Linked DNA regions of Mus musculus: regions 2 and 3 are each linked to region 1. Evidence: chromatin contacts called from public promoter capture Hi-C data. All regions are on one chromosome and are shown on one strand. The core of a region is the stretch at or near the end of the contact, and the rest is flanking DNA. Distances in the headings are between cores, read along the strand shown.

Region 1 (2,901 bases), core at 137-2,636:
CAGGAACAACTTTTCCACGTGGTGCAGGAGATGCTGCAAAGGCAGACACAGCCGCTGCCTTCCGGTTGCAACAACCACACACAAGTGTGTCTCAACAGACCCAGGAGAGGCACTCACTGACTGGCCAGGGACAAGGCGCTCAGGCCTCCAGCTCCCTGTGCTGCCTTGGCAGCACGGGAAGTGCCCACTACCCGCCTTTCTTTGCTTGGGGGCCTCAGTCCAGGTGGAAGCAAACTGCAGGCCAGGGTCGTGCTGGGAATCTGCCTTGGCCCTTCCCTGGCTAACCTCCCCCGGGTAGCCTCGGCTCCCCTGACCCTCCTCTCACCTGATCTTGTAACTGGGCAGGGTGTGCTTGCGCTTGATGATCTTCTTGAGCTGGTTGACGATGATGGAGGTGAGCTGGGGCATGGGCCGCCCCTCGAACTGGGAGCGCACCTCGAAGTCAATCAGCGGGTCCTCCACGAAGGAGAAGAACCAGTGGGTGAAGGGCACGCGGGTGAGGACGAAGCGCAGCCTCCCCACCACGCGAGACAGCTTCACGAACAGGTAGGCGGACTTGCCAAACACCAGGTCCACGTCGATGGCCAGGTGGAAACCGCCGTTGTACTCCACCTCCGCTTCAAAGGCCAGCTCCTCCGGGCAGGTGGCGGGCAGCGCGTCCCCGTCGGGGTCGTCGGGCTCGCCGGTGCCCGAGGCCACCACGGGCCGCACCAGCCGGATGGTCTTGATGAAGGGCACCGTGTCGCCCAGGAACACGTCGCGCAGACTCAGCCCCTCCAGCAGGCGGCCGGCCGTCTTGGTCTGCAGCAGCTCCTCGAACTCCACCTTGATCTTCTTGGTGACCCAGCGGCGGGCGAGCGCGGTGTCCCGCAGCTCCCGGAACAGGAACAGGATGGTGGCGTTGAGGAAGTAGCAGGTCTCCAGCGTCGGCGGGGCCGGGCTGTCGGGGGTCGGGGTCGAGCTGGCGCCGGCCTCGGAGGAGCAAGCAGCGAGCTCCTCGGCGCCGCCGCCATAAAGGTACTCCCTGAGGGGCAGGCCCGGCACCGGCTTAAGGTAGCGGAAGCCGTCGCCCGCGCGGGCCGCTTCGTCCGCCCGCGGCTCGGGCTGTCTGCGGTAGAGTAGCAGGAACTGTGCGAGCAGCGTGAGGAACGAGCCCAGCACGGCCGACGCCAGGATCAGGAGCAGCAGCCCCATCCCGCCGCCCCCGCCGCAACCCTCGGCCTGCTCCCGCGCTCTCCGCGCCGCCCTCCTCCTCACGCCGTCGCCCCCGCCGCCTCCATCTTGAGGACATCGGTCGCGGATGAGCGGCTCCCTGGGCCCGAACCGAGCGTCCGCAGTCCGACGCTGCCTGGCGGCGCCTTAGCCCGCCGCGGCCCCGCGCCTCCTCAGACGCTCCCCCGGGGGCGGCCCGAGCGGCGGACCGGCGGCGGGCGAGGGCGGGAACGGCGCCTCCCCACAGAGCCTGCGCTCATTGGGCGAGCGGCGCGTGACGTCAGAGCGTGCGCGCCCCCGGCGCCGGGCGCCCCGGCGCGCTTGGACGCGGGTCCTTTCCCACCTCTCGGCGCGCTTCCAGCGCCGCTCCCCCCACGCCCCTGCATTCCTGCCGCCGGCGGCGCGGCGATCCGTGCGTCCGTCGTCTCCGGAGGGCGCGAGATAACGGAAGGAGACCTGGATAAGTCGGGCTGACGGGGCCCGGCGCGGCCGTCCGTTATTCCGCGCCCATCCCCCGCGGCGGCCGTGGGTCCTGCCGGATACCTCTGTGGCGACCGCCCAGCATCCCTCAGTGTGTTGCTGCCTCCCCTGCAGGGCAGCGCCGCAGAGAGCCTGAGCACAGGCGGTTGGGACACTGCCCGAGCCGGCCAGAGGACAGACTGCATCAGGGATTGCCATCGCTAGCCCGCACAGACCGGCAGACCTGCATCCGCAGAGAATGGGCCCCGAGAAGGGACCAAGCGGAACCGCGAGAAGGGGACTAACTTTCCTACCTTGGGGATTTCAATTTAAGTGAGAAAGAAGTTTATTTGAGGTCTGGGAGGAGTGGGTGAGCTGAGTGAATTTGCCAGCATATTGGAAGGTGTCTTAGCGACTCCATTCAGATTGTTCACGCCCCCCTCCTCCCTTCTTTCCTCTCTGAGGGCATTATCCGGAGTCCATCCCTCAGGCCATTACTTTTAGTGCCTACCAATTTCACAGAATAACCCGTGGTACCCGTGGCATAGTAAAGAAATTGCTTAGGGGTCACATCGTGGGATCCTAAGTCCTTGGTTTCTACTTGGCATAATAACACGGAGGATGCTGGAGGTTTTTTTTGGGGGGGGGGGTTGTTTGTTTGTTTGTTTTTCGAGACAGGGTTTCTCTGTGTAGCCCTGGCTGTCCTGGAATTCACTGTGTAGACCATGCTGGCCTCGAACTCAGAAATCCACCTGCCTCTGCCTCCCAAGTGCTGAGATTAAAGGCGTATGCCGCCACCGCTCAGCTTAGCTTTTTGGTTTTGAAAATAAAAAATAATAAAAATTTAAAAAGCCGATCAGGGATCAGGTCCCAGTTGCTCCATAAAGGAGAGTTGGAGATGCAGAGACTGGGAAAAGTGGAAGATTTTGCAGAGGGTACCAATAGAGCCAGAAGCCTTTGTGTTCCCTGGCAACGGTGTTTCCTCTGGTGCTTTCTGACTACTCAGTTGTTACATCACAGTTTTTATCTGTCCTCACCGACACAACTTGTCTAGTCCTAGGGAGGTCAGGTATTCCGCTACTAAAACCCTCGTGGATTCAGGCTGGCTCTTGAGACATCAGTACAGGGATCCTTTCTAGTCTTGACTGGGTGATTGGAGCCTTAAACCAGAGTTCTGACCCAGCTGAGCCAAGTATAGAACTTTGGAAGCAAATTGATAATGTAATGAAA
Region 2 (2,901 bases), core at 225-2,724, 2.9 Mb before region 1:
TGGGAGCAAGTAAGTGGATGTTCTCACGCCGACCCACAAGCAAGAACAGACAAGAGGTTTCCTGTGGTGCCGCCCTGCCTCTCCATCTGCGTGAGGGATGGATTCCTGTGTGCGGATGCGCCACGCATGCCACAGCACAGGCAAACCTTCTTGTGGATAGAACATCACTGTCCAGGCAACAGGACCCTGGTGCTGTCAGGTGGGCAGCTTCTCACATTCCTCACCACCAAATAAGTAGAGATTGGTTGTTAAATGTTCCACGTTTTAGGACTACCCTGGAAAAAGTCATGGTTTACACAAAGATAAATTATAGTGGAGATAGGATTTCTTCATTTTTCAAAGGACTGTCAGTTTTAAAAAGCAAATCACCATAGCGTGAGCCATGGCTTACCCCAACATTTGCCTCCACAGTTCAGGGACACTAGCATTATTAAATAAGAAGGAGGGCAGGCATATTAAGAATTGAAAGTGCCCATACTGGCTGAGATTCTAGAGTTAGTGCTAAAACTCTGGGGTTCAAGAAAAACCATGCTAGCAAATAAAATAGCCTTGATGGCTCCGGAGACCTGTAGGTCTGAGAATCGAGTATCTCTGGCGTTTTCACAAAGTTCTCTCACATAGCTTGCTTCAGTGTGAGTGAATGAGCTGTTCTGAGAACTCTAGGTGGAGGGGAGGAATTGGAAGCGTCTACAGATGGAAGCCCAGATCTGTCTGTCTGTCTGTCTGTGTCGAAGATGACATGAACAGGAACCCATGTTAGCTCACTGTCTGCTTCCTCAAACCTAGTGCCTGACACGGGAGGTAGCACACATGGATGATGATTTTGGCGCAATATCCGTGCAAGCTGGGTTTGGGAGGTATAAACGTGTTTAAGACAAAGTTCGCCCCCCTCCCCAACAACGTCTGGGAAGACATCAGACTAAAGCGACTGGTGGTGCACAGTATCTGGTCGAGAAGCAGCTTGTGTTAGGAAAAAGGTAAAAAACAAAAACAGAACGAGACAGGTGCCCCATCGCGGAGAGCAAGTCAGAATTTTGGGTCCATCTGCTGGGTAGACAGTTTTGTAGAATGCGTTCTCAGTGGAACTTTTGACGTTTACAGTTTTAGAGTCTCTTAGTACTCCTCTCTGGTGAGCGCGGGGAAATTTGCATATGTGGCATAGAGGAGGGGACAGGGATAGCCCCAATTTGCAGGGCCGCTCTCCTCCCGTGCCGGTGACGCTTGCCAACTTCGCAGAGGTCTGGACCAAGCGCGCAGTCATATTTTCAGAGAACTTAACAGATTTGCAGCAGGTAGCCCGGGGTCACGGTCACTTTTCTGGCTGGCAGTTTTGCAGAGCCCGCCAGTTCTGTAGGGAGCGCTCTATCTGCCCAGTTCCTGCAGCCGCAGGGGTCGCCCAAACGTCGCAGAGGGGGGGACGCAGCACGTGGGCGGCGAGGGCTTCCCGCGCGAGCTTCCCGCGCGAGCTTCTCCCGCGGCGGGCTCCGTAGCGCGCGTTCCCGCTCGCCCCCAGCTTTCCCGGGCTGCAGGCACAGCCCCGTCCGGCCCGCCCGCTCCTCCCCCTCCGCCTCTGGGACTTTTGCTTTCAGTTTTCCCAAAGCTGCCCTCGACCCTTGCGGAGGACGGACGCTGCCGTGGGCTCCTGGCCGCCGCCGTGGGAACGGTAACTTGGGCCGCCATCGCGGCTTTCCCTCCCCTCTTCCGCGAGCTCCTTCCTCCCGCGCGTCCCCGCCCAGAGTCCCCCTCCCTCCCGCAGGCTCGCAGAACTTGCTTGCAGGGCGCTGTGGCGCGGAAGGCTCTCCAACATGCCTGGCCATCGCCCGCTTTGCTCGGCACGGCGGTCCCTTGGTCTTCTGGACCAGGGTCTCACGACATCCGGTGCCATTCCGGATGTAACAGGGAAGAAAGAGCGGGTGTAGGGCAGTAGATGTGGTTGTTTGAACCCGCAAGGACTACCTTGTCAGACCGGGAACTTAGGCGCTGCCGGGTCCATTTAATGGGAATCTTGGGCGGTTCTGGTGGCTTGTGCTCAGGGAAAGAGGGAGTTAGGTGCATAGGTCTTTAACCTAGGCGAAGTGTGCTTGAAACACTCTTTCTTGTCTGGGGACCCTTGCATCGGGACTCTTAGACTCTTACAGTGACTTAAGACTGGTGAAAAACTGGCAAGCGACACTTGTCAGTATGAGCTCCAGGCGACACCTCACCTTTACTCCTTGGCCTTTCGGGTTTATGGGGAAGTAAGTTTATTAGTAGGCACAGGCGGTGTTTGTAAGCAGTTCACAGGCCTTTCTCTTGAGCTGAGATAACTGATAAGGCCCTGGTTTTCTGTTGACAAGCTGTTTCTTCCTTCAGATTTTGGCCAGCGTAACCTTACACCCCTGTCCATATTGTTAAAGCCTAGCATTACAATCTGCCACTCTGCAACCTCCTATAGGACATGGGCAAAGTCTCTAGTTCCCTCATGGTGTGAACCTCAGGTGACACTGATGGGTTGGGTGGCAGCCTCGGGACTTTTTCACTTAAGGAAGTATGCATTTGGGCAGGAGGTGAGCCTGTTCAATGTTGCTGTGTTTGGGAAGCAGGCAGCCTGTTTCCTCAGGAAGACCCACCTCAATCAACTTGCTTAGCCTGCTTTCTCTTGCTGGGATAAACACCATGACCATAGAGAGGAAAGGCTTTATTTCATTTGACGACTTCAGGTCACAGTCTGTCATTGAGGGAAGTCGAGGCAGGAGCCTGGAGGCAGGAAATCTGATTACTCACTCAGCTACCATTAGTACACAGCCTGTGGATGGTACCACTACAGTGGGCTGGGCCCTCCCCTCCCACACCAGCCATTGGTCAAGGCACTTCCCTATAGACATAGCCACAGGCCATTGTGATCTGGGCAATTCCTCAAGT
Region 3 (2,901 bases), core at 123-2,622, 2.8 Mb before region 1:
GGGCGCACCTTCGGGGTCACTTGCTTCCCTCTGCGAGTTCTATGTTGCTTTTTCGGTGTTGTCTCTTTGTTTTGAGACTGCTGACTCTCATCTCTACAGCTCGAACTCTGACTGGAACCTGCAGAAATCTGACTGTCTGTTTCTGCAAGGCACACTTTGTGGTCCTTCGTCTTGCCTGGATTTTCTGAAGTCCTTTTTTCATTTCCTTTTGACTGGTGTTTTCCATCTGTTGATTTTTCAACAGATTCTGAAATATTTTCAGAACAATTATTTGGATGTACGGGTTTGGGCTTTCTTTTAGATTTATATTCCCAGATTTCTTCTTCCCAAAACGTGTCTTCTAACATGGCCAAATGATTTTTGTGAGTACAGCACCAGTCTTTGGTGAATTCAGAGTCCATTTCTTGTAACAAGTTTTTAATAGGAAAAAAAAAGTAGCCAAAAGCCAACTAACTTGGTTGGAACTGAAAGCTTTGGTGATATTGGCACACAACCCACTTAGTACCTGTGAACACCTGCTGTTCCATTTTATACCATAATAAAATTAAGAGAACTCACTACAGGGTAACATCTATACGGTTTTCTTTACATTGTGACACTATTTCATTCAGGTTTTTTTTTAACTTCTCAGAACTTGATTTATAAAAATAAGAATCAAGAATGTCTTGAATGTCAAGCACTGACGGTAAGTACCAGGCTCAATGACTTTAACTGAAAACAGTCTCCATATAATGGTTAGAAAGCTATTCTGGCTCTCGTTCATGTGGACAAGTGTCCATTTACAAGTCCAGTCACAGTCCCTAGTCTACTTAGTGTGAGACTAGTCCATAGACTAGACCATAATCAAAGAGGTGTTGGTTACAACCGACAGCTGCCCTTATTCGTGACTCATGGGTCCAACCAGTTTCAGCTTCCTGGGTCAGTCCATTTCTTCCTCCATCCTAGGATCAAACCCTGCACAGTGAACAAAGTTCAAACATGTGAGACTGTACTCCACACCATAGGGGCTGTCTGCCCTGAAATCAATCAGCCACTTCTGCAGACCTCCAGAGAGGTCAGGTACCAGAAAATTCCTACAGGCTCCCGCTCTTTGCCTTTGGATCTGGGGTGGGGGGAAGATCAATGAAGGAGCCCTACATTATTCCCAGGTTAAATAATGCCAACATCCCAATGAGCCCTTGTGCAGCTCGCCCCGTTCCTCCCGGTAGTCCCTCGTGGGCACACCTGGCCTGGCAGCAGGGGGACCCCGCTGCAGCTGCCTCCTCTCTGCGCCAGCTCGCGGGACATTCCATTCGCGCCCGCACTTTCAGCACACCCAGAGTCACAGGACACTTTTGTTGTTGTCAACACAAAACCACCGGCCTCACTGCCTACATTAAAAAAAAAAAAAAAAAAAAAAAAAAAAAAAAAAAGAGTCTCCTCCGAGGGTTGCTTTACCTTCTTTACCTTTCGAGTCTTTCTTGGCGGGAACGCTGTCCCACTGTCACTGCCGTGCCGAATCGGCTGATCTCAGTTTAAGAGTGGGACACACAAATGGGCAGGCTTTTCTTAAGTCGGCTCTTTTAAACGTGTACATGGTTATTTGAATTTTATTTGTCTTGGAATTCCCTGCCGGGCTTCAAAGGCAATGGGTTCCCAGCTCCTCTGGAGCGCGACCCTAGCAGCCTTCCCCGTGTCGAATCTGGCGCTCTGAACGTCCAGGCTTCGCGGCGGCCCGGAACCTGGAAGGGGCGGGGTGGGCAACTCTGGAGTTTAATTACGCGCCAGGGAAGCACGGCCCTTTGGACTTTGGCGTCCGGAGGAAGGCTTATTGGAGGCGGAAGCGTGTGTGGCGCAGGGCCGGGCTGGCCAGGCCCCGCTCTGAGTCAAGAGGGCGGCGCACGCTGGTCCGACCCGCGCCCTCGGCCCCGGAGCCCTCGGGAGCTCGCGCAACATGGCGGCTCCCGGAGCGCGCGGCGCGAGCCTCTCGGGCCTGCTGCCCGCGCAGACCTCGCTCGAGTACGCCCTGCTGGACGCCGTCACCCAGCAAGAGAAGGATGAGTTGGTCTACCAGTATCTGCAGAAGGTGGACGGCTGGGAGCAGGACCTAGCGGTGCCCGAGTTTCCGGAAGGTGAGGGGCTGGCGTCGGGGTGGGGGCCGCTCCCGGGTCCTCCCCTTCCTCGGTGGCTCCCTCCCGCCAGCAGATCGGTGCCCTGCGGTCCTCCCACAGCCCCCGAGGTGCTCCAGGGGAGCAGCGACACACGGAGGGGGTTCTGCTGGGCGGGGACCAGTGTTTGCATCTCTGTCTGGAATCCTGCGTGACCTGACGTCAGTAGCCTCAAGGCTCCATGGGTGTATATTGATCACTTTTTAATGTGCCACAGACGGTTTGAAGCACTTGAGAGCTCCTACTTACCTGGTACAACCCACCGAGACCCTCTTACTAGTCTTGTTTTACAGTTAAGGAAACTGAGGCACAGGGAAGGCTAGGAAACCTGCCCGTCTAATAACCACTAGAGTTGGACTACATTCTACAGGCATAGCATCTGATGGTTTTCTAGTCCAACCGCGTTTCCACGTTCAAAGTGGTGAACCTATTGATCTTTAAAATCTGGAATCAATTTTAGCTTAGTACTCAGGTTTGAATCCTAGTAGTGGGAACTGTTGGGACATAGGGAAACGATACTCCCGGTAGTACAGTTTAAACAAAACGCTCCCTTACCTTCTTTGGTTGGGAGTGTCATTGTTTAGCCTGCCGTGTTGGCATGTGTCCTGGCGTGTGACACTGAAACCACATGCATAGTTAATTTGTTACCTGTGGTAGGGTTCAGGTATCTTCCGGAAGGATCTATCTGTTCCTCCTTCATCCCACAACAGTCTTGGATATTTCGGACCCTTTTGCACTCGCCTTGAGAGGGGCT

What was found. Promoter capture Hi-C pulls out the DNA fragments that hold promoters and counts their contacts.
Region 2: a contact with region 1 is called in a promoter capture Hi-C map of liver, with 3 times the contacts expected there. The contact joins the promoter of Casp7 here to the promoter of Pdzd8 in region 1. A contact is called at or near these places in 3 of 39 promoter capture datasets (HPC-7-derived erythroid cells, liver and pre-B cells).
Region 3: a contact with region 1 is called in a promoter capture Hi-C map of pre-B cells, with 3 times the contacts expected there. The contact joins the promoter of Dclre1a here to the promoter of Pdzd8 in region 1. A contact is called at or near these places in 2 of 39 promoter capture datasets (erythroid cells and pre-B cells).

The regions. Positions count from the first base shown.
Region 1 is chr19:59,344,394-59,347,294 of GRCm38.p6, forward strand. Pdzd8 (PDZ domain containing 8) reads right to left here and starts at 1,387. Exons shown (of 5, transcript NM_001033222.3): 1 at 326-1,387. The coding sequence starts at 1,194.
Region 2 is chr19:56,395,655-56,398,555 of GRCm38.p6, forward strand. Casp7 (caspase 7) reads left to right here and starts at 1,475. Exons shown (of 7, transcript NM_007611.2): 1 at 1,475-1,663.
Region 3 is chr19:56,546,750-56,549,650 of GRCm38.p6, forward strand. Dclre1a (DNA cross-link repair 1A) reads right to left here and starts at 1,373. Exons shown (of 10, transcript NM_001360437.1): 1 at 1,225-1,373; 2 at 1-954. The coding sequence starts at 401. It overlaps Nhlrc2 (NHL repeat containing 2), which reads left to right and starts at 1,512. Exons shown (of 11, transcript NM_025811.3): 1 at 1,512-2,111. The coding sequence starts at 1,934.